Linked DNA regions of Triticum aestivum: region 1 is linked to region 2. A link is a contact called in public Hi-C data. All regions are on one chromosome and are shown on one strand. The core of a region is the stretch at or near the end of the contact, and the rest is flanking DNA. Distances in the headings are between cores, read along the strand shown. Region 1 holds the start of LOC123132160 (probable histone acetyltransferase HAC-like 1). Region 2 holds the start of LOC123132158 (spliceosome-associated protein 130 A).

Region 1 (3,262 bases), core at 308-2,807, 530 kb before region 2:
TGTGATACCAGGTGTTGGAATCATTGTGCTATAACCAGAGGAAGATGCCATCTGCCTTGACATTTGTTGGTTTTGTTGATTTAGTTGGTTCTGAGCACTCAAGGCCTTGATAGCAAACTGCAATTGTGGCTCCACTGGTTGCCTCATCATATTGTAGTACTCATTCTGCTCAAACAGCCAAAATGATGGAACTGTGAGATCAAATTTTGCTAGATCCAAACAAGAAGTAAATAAGAAAAAAGGAAATAGAGAAATATACCCTGCTTGGGAATTTTCTAAACAAGATTTCCTCTAGCCGCTTTGCGAGTTCCGGCAGCCTCCGCCTCCAGTCAGCAGATGTCTGCTTCCTTCCTATATACTCATATCTGCCAATTTACGAACAAGTATCAGGCTTAAAAAACATGTTAATACTTTCTATCAGATTCGATGTCTGCTTCCTTCCTATATACTCATATCTGCCAATTTACGAACAAGTATCAGGCTTAAAAAAACATGTCAATACTTTCTACCAGATTCGAACCATCAGCCATGGCGGCGAACCTAAAATTTTAGTTGGGAAGGTGATTCAACTGCGCCCCAGTGCCGAAATTTATATGCGGGCTCTTGTTAATTAAGGAAAGTCATAAACTTTGGTTGCGTGAGTAAGCGTGATCACCTCTATAATTTTGGGAACAAAATAAATATTCACCGTATAAACGTTGATGATAAGGATAGGCCGCATTAACGCAGTACAATTAATTAACACCCGCGCTAGCGCCTACTAAATATAAGTAGCCGAGCCACCAAAAGAAGTTTTTTTTCTTTCCTTAGAGCAGGCGCTGAAATAAGTTTGCAGTGTGGAGTGCTTACATCTTGTCGCGCATATTGGAGCGCATGAGCGCAAACTGTTGATCGACCCCCGGGGCAACAAGGCCCACGCCATCCTGCATCTGCTGGTGCTGGGGCAGGGGCATGCCGTCAGCGCCGACGACACCGCTGCCACCGCCAACAACCTGATTCATCTGCGCCCCCTGCCCGGACATCTGCCCGGACAGGTGCGCCGCCTGCCCCACATTCATTGTCGCTGGCAGCCGCGCCTCAGACAAGCGCGGGCGACGTCATTCCAGGTGCGGCGTGGCGCGGAGCAAGCTGAAAGAAGCGGCAGCCCCTACCGAGGCGGGCACCACGCGCCGGAAACCCTTCGAAAGCTGCAATATTTCTTCCTGCTGGAGGGTCGGTCAGCGAGAATTTAACCAGACAAGACAGCCCTCTCTGAATCAGGCAGCAGTGGACAGAGCGGCAGCGAGCAGCAGGCGCGAGCGCGAGCGCGAGCGATCAGGACCCGCGCGGGGCGGACGGAAGCACCCGCGGGAACGAGGCACGGGGCCGGGCCGGCGAATTGGGGCAACCCCGCCCGAAACCCTAGAATCGCGGGGCGGGCTGCCGACGCCGCGAGGGGACCCCGCCTCCACGGCAAACGGCGATTGGGGGCCGGCCGGGGCGGAATCCGTACGACGGCGAGCGGGGCGGCGGCGCGGGGGATTGGGGATTTGGGATTGGCGGGGGACGGGGGACGGGGAATTGTCGACGCAGGGGGAGGGCTCGAGGAGGAGGAAGGGAAGGGGAGGGAGGAGTGGGACGTCGACCAATCGCGGATCTGCGCGGACTCGTGGGGAGGGAGGGCGGTCGCTGCGGGGTGGGCCCGGGCCGCGGCGGCGCAGGGCGGATGATCTGGTCTGGTGTGGTGTGGTGTGGCGAAAACGGCAAGGCGCACCGGTATATGCTGCTGGTGCGCGTGCGTGCGGCGTGAGTGAGGGAGGGCAGGCCCAGTCCAGTCAGCAGCTGCAGCGGCAGCGCAGCGGGTCGAGCGGGTTTTTTTCTTGCCGCACGTGCGCCAATGCTGATGCTGGCGAGCGAGAGACCAGCACACAGGCCCCTATTGGGAAATGGGAAGGGGGCGCTCCCGGTTCTTGCATTTGGGCTGGAAAGACGGGGGTCTTTTTGCAGGAGCCCCGGTTTGGGGACGTGGCGCTAGGGTTGGGGTGAAGTGGATTTTGGTTGTGTTGATGAGTTGTGTCTCTTTAAATTTATTTATTTTATCGTGGGATTGGATTTCGGGTGCAAAACAAAAACGGTTGATTGGGCGGATGCGAGTTTGCGGAGGCGTAGGCGTCGAGGTCTTGTTAGACGTGATTGTGTTGCCAAAGTTATGTGCGATACAGATCATGCGGTTCCTTTCGTGTCCGGTTATGTTTCGTGTTAGTATGGAAAAGGAGACTGTCGTGTATCGTGATGTCAAGCATGCGTGTAGGGGGAATGAAACCGCCCCGCGTTTTTTGTATTTTCTGCCCAAGAAGCCGCGGTTTAGCGTTTAGCTGGTTCACTATCAATCATGTATGTCTATCTCTATCTCTTTCTCTCCCTGACTGAAAAGGCGTTGACTTCTGTAGGGGGTCCTATTTGCGGAAGTGATGACAGCGTGGACCGAAGTGAATGTTGGTGTGTAGAAGTTGTATCTTTTCAATTTAATATGGGATTAGATCTTCAATGAGGAAAAAAGATAATAAATTGGACGAATGCGAGTTCACAGCAAGATATGTGAAGACATGGGCATCAAGATCTTACTAGACGTGGTTGCATTGTCAACGTGATGTGCAATGCATATTGTGTGATTCCTTTCGTGTCCGGTTACGTTTCGTGCTAGTATGGACAAGGAGGCTGCCGTGTATCGTGGTGTCAAGGATGCGTGCCGAGGGGGAGAAACCATCCCCTTTTTGTAACTTTCTGCCGAAAAAAGTCGCGGTTTAGCGTTTAGCGGGTTCACTATCAATCCCATATGTCTACCTCTCTCGCGCGCGCCGAAAAGGTGTGGACTTTTTTAGGGGGGGGGGTCCTATTTGTGGGAGCGATGGCAACATGGACTGAGGTGAATTTTAGTGTGTAGAAGTTGTATCTTTTCAATTTAATATGGAATTAGATCTTCAACACAGAAAAAGGATAATAAATTGGACGAATGTGAGTTAACAACAGGATATGTAAAAACATGGGCATCGGGATCTTATTAGATGTGGTTGCATTGTCAACGTGATGTGCAATGCATATCATGAGATTCTTTTCGTGTCCGGTTAGGTTTCGTGCTGGTATGGAAAAGAAGATTGCCGTGTATTGTCGTGTCAAGGATGCATGCAAGGGGGGAAAGAAACCTCCCCTTTTTGTAACAATCTGCCAAAAGAAGCCGTGGTTTTGCGTTTAGCGGGTTCACTATCAATCCCATATGTCTACC
Region 2 (2,825 bases), core at 56-2,555:
CTCGGCTGAAAGAACACTGGCTGGAACCCCTCCTCTGTCTCCATCAGTGTCGCAGAGGAGGACTCAACATCCACATCCCGGCCAATATCACGGAATTGGTAAAGTGCGTGGTTGCCAAACTCAGAAGCAGCAAAGAGGAAACCTGACCGCAGCACACAGATAGCAGATGCCACAGGTATGGTGTCAAAATATTTGATCCTGAGCTCACTAACAGTATCACCATGGTGGTCCAGGTCAACCTTAAAGATATCACCATACTCAGTCTGTAGTAAGAAGAAGAACAGGCTCTTCTGCCTGTGCGTCGCAGCAGCAACTATGAGGACGCCACGCTCAGCCGGGAGGTCAACACGGCGTGGAATGACAGCACGCACCTCCGGGTGGCCCTGGTTCCGGTACAGGATGAAGTTGTCACAGCAAACAAGAAGCCCGCTAGGCCCATCAGCACCACCAGGCACTGTCACTAGCATATTAGCACCATTGTCAATCGGCTCGGAGACCTTGCGGGAAACATGATTGAGCCCCAGGTCGAGCTCGTAGAAGGTGAGGAGCTTCTGCGCGTGGCTAGCAGCCTGCCCTGTGGGGTCACGGTCAGAGTCACCGTACTCAAGCTCGATGGCACCAAAGACAGGGTTGTCAAATCCGCAGTCGAGGGCCGTGAGGGCGAAGGTGAGCGTGTGGGACTTGTGCGCCTCAAGCGGGGAGGAGATGGTGAGGCGGGCGGAGGCGTCGCGGTTGAGGACGTAGACGAGCTTCTGCTTCTCGAGGGCGGCGATGCAGAGCGCCCGGCCCTTGGGGTCGACGGAGAGGAGCTGGCCGGGCACGATGCGGCGGCAGCCGGACTTGCCGAAGGTCTCCTGGTGGACCTTGTCGAAGCGGTTGCGGTCGGGGGAGTACTCGAGGATGACGAGGCGGCCGGAGTCGGAGCCGACGACGAGGTAGTCCTTGGTGGCCCCCGTGAGGCGGAACTGGGCGAGCGAGCGGATGGCGCCGAAGACGTCGACGGAGAGGAGCGTGCGGAGGCGGCCCGTCTCCGGGTCCGGGCGGAGGAGGTCGAGCGTGCCGCCGCGGGCGACGGCGATCTCCTGCGTGGAGGAGCCCGCGGCGTTCGACTTCTTCGAGTCGCGGCCGCTGAAGCTGCCGATGACGGCGCACACGGCGCCCGTCGCCCGCTGCAGCGTCAGGCTGTAGAGGTACATGGCGCCTCCTCCTCCTCCTCCTCCGGCGGCGGCGGCGGCGAGAGAAGGGGCGAGAGAAGGGGCGAGAGATCTAGGGTTTTAGGAGTGGCGGTGAGCGGGCCGGGGTGGGAGAAAGAGTTCTGTATAGCATTTGGATGCCACCGGATTCGAGGGATATCTGGAGCGTTGGATTGGGTCTGACGCGCAAGATCTCAACCGCCGGTTTAGGCTCCTCCCTCCCTCCCTCCCCCTTTGCAATCCGCGCCCCGAATTGTCTTTTATTAACAAGGATTCCTAGGTTGTGCTTCGATTATGCTCAAGCTAGTACCGGATTTTGCTTGCCCATGAGTTCGTTAGCATTGAGTCATTGACTGCCCCTCAAAAAACAAACATTTGAGTCATTGACTAGGAAAATGAAGAAGAGTTGCCAGAAGAGCGTTGGAATTGCAAAAGTTGGCAATCATTCAAAAAGGATCAAAGTTTTGGCCATAGCCAAAAAATTGAAAGGGTAGACTTTGGCGGAAATCCAAACATCCCCCCAAAACACATAAATTGCCTAAGAGCATCTACAGCCGGGCACCCGAAACCCCCCTCAAACGCCCGGGCGAACTGCACGGCCTTGTCAGTGACCGGTAAAAAGAAACTCGCCTAGACAAGTGTCTGATGACCCACAAGCAAAGTTCAGAAAAAGCGCTACGCATTAATTATGTGTTTTGCCACATACTTGCGCTGTTTTAGCTTAGACGCGATTAGGCGTAATTAGGCGTTTCATACACGATTGTACAGATGCGGGCAACAAAGAGCAGTTTGCTATCTAAAATAGTAGCAAGCAAGGAGCAGTAACATGTAGCACTATTGTAGAAGTAGTACCAACATCTACTAGCACATCAAAATTTCTCACTACAATAGCTAAACAGTACTGCTACAGTATCAAAGTAGTACTATAACGATAGTACAAGCTACATCTAAGCATCAACAGCAGCACTAAAGCAGTAGTACAGGCTACATCTAGAGTATCAACAGCGGCACTGAAGCAGTAGTACAGGCTACATCTAGAGTATCAACAGCAGCAGCTACAAATAGTGATAAAGACTTTTCCTAGCACAACAATAGCAGCACTATAGCAGTGCCTAGCGCTTTTCCTGGCGCATATGGGCAAAGCGAGGTGTTGAGCCAGCGCCTTGCGCATAGGCGCGCGTATGCGCTAGATTAGGTGCATTTTTTTTGAACAGTGCCCACAAATATAGGGGATCAATTGTAGTCTTTTCGATAAGTAAGAGTGTTAAACCCAACAAGGAGCGGATGGAGTCAATAAGCAGTTTTCAGCAGTGTATTATTTGCAAGTATTGTAAAGTAGTTGTGACAGATAGTTTGATAGCAAGATAATTCGTAGCAAGTGATAAGTGACAATAGTAACAAAGTGCAGCAAGGTGGCCCCAAACCTTTTATTGCAAAGGACAAGCCAAAAGTTTCTTATAGTGAGCAAAGTGTTCTCGAGGACACATAAGAATCTTGTCTAGTTAACTTCATCATGATCCATTGACTCGTGTTCACTGTTTTGGTAAGTTGTTATATGGGTGGACCGGTGCTAGGGTGATGTTCTTATTTGAACAAACAACCTACTTATGATTAACCCCTCTCACAAACATC

What was found. Hi-C and Micro-C count contacts between places; a contact is called where the count stands out from the background.
Region 1: a contact with region 2 is called in a Hi-C map of leaf, with 6 times the contacts expected there. The contact joins the promoter of LOC123132160 here to the promoter of LOC123132158 in region 2. A contact is called at or near these places in 2 of 5 Hi-C or Micro-C datasets (both in leaf).

The regions. Positions count from the first base shown.
Region 1 is chr6A:78,875,644-78,878,905 of IWGSC CS RefSeq v2.1, reverse strand. It overlaps LOC123132160 (probable histone acetyltransferase HAC-like 1), which reads right to left and starts at 1,557. Exons shown (of 16, transcript XM_044551924.1): 1 at 850-1,557; 2 at 260-365; 3 at 1-165. The coding sequence starts at 1,058.
Region 2 is chr6A:78,340,928-78,343,752 of IWGSC CS RefSeq v2.1, reverse strand. It overlaps LOC123132158 (spliceosome-associated protein 130 A), which reads right to left and starts at 1,305. Exons shown (of 3, transcript XM_044551923.1): 1 at 1-1,305. The coding sequence starts at 1,196.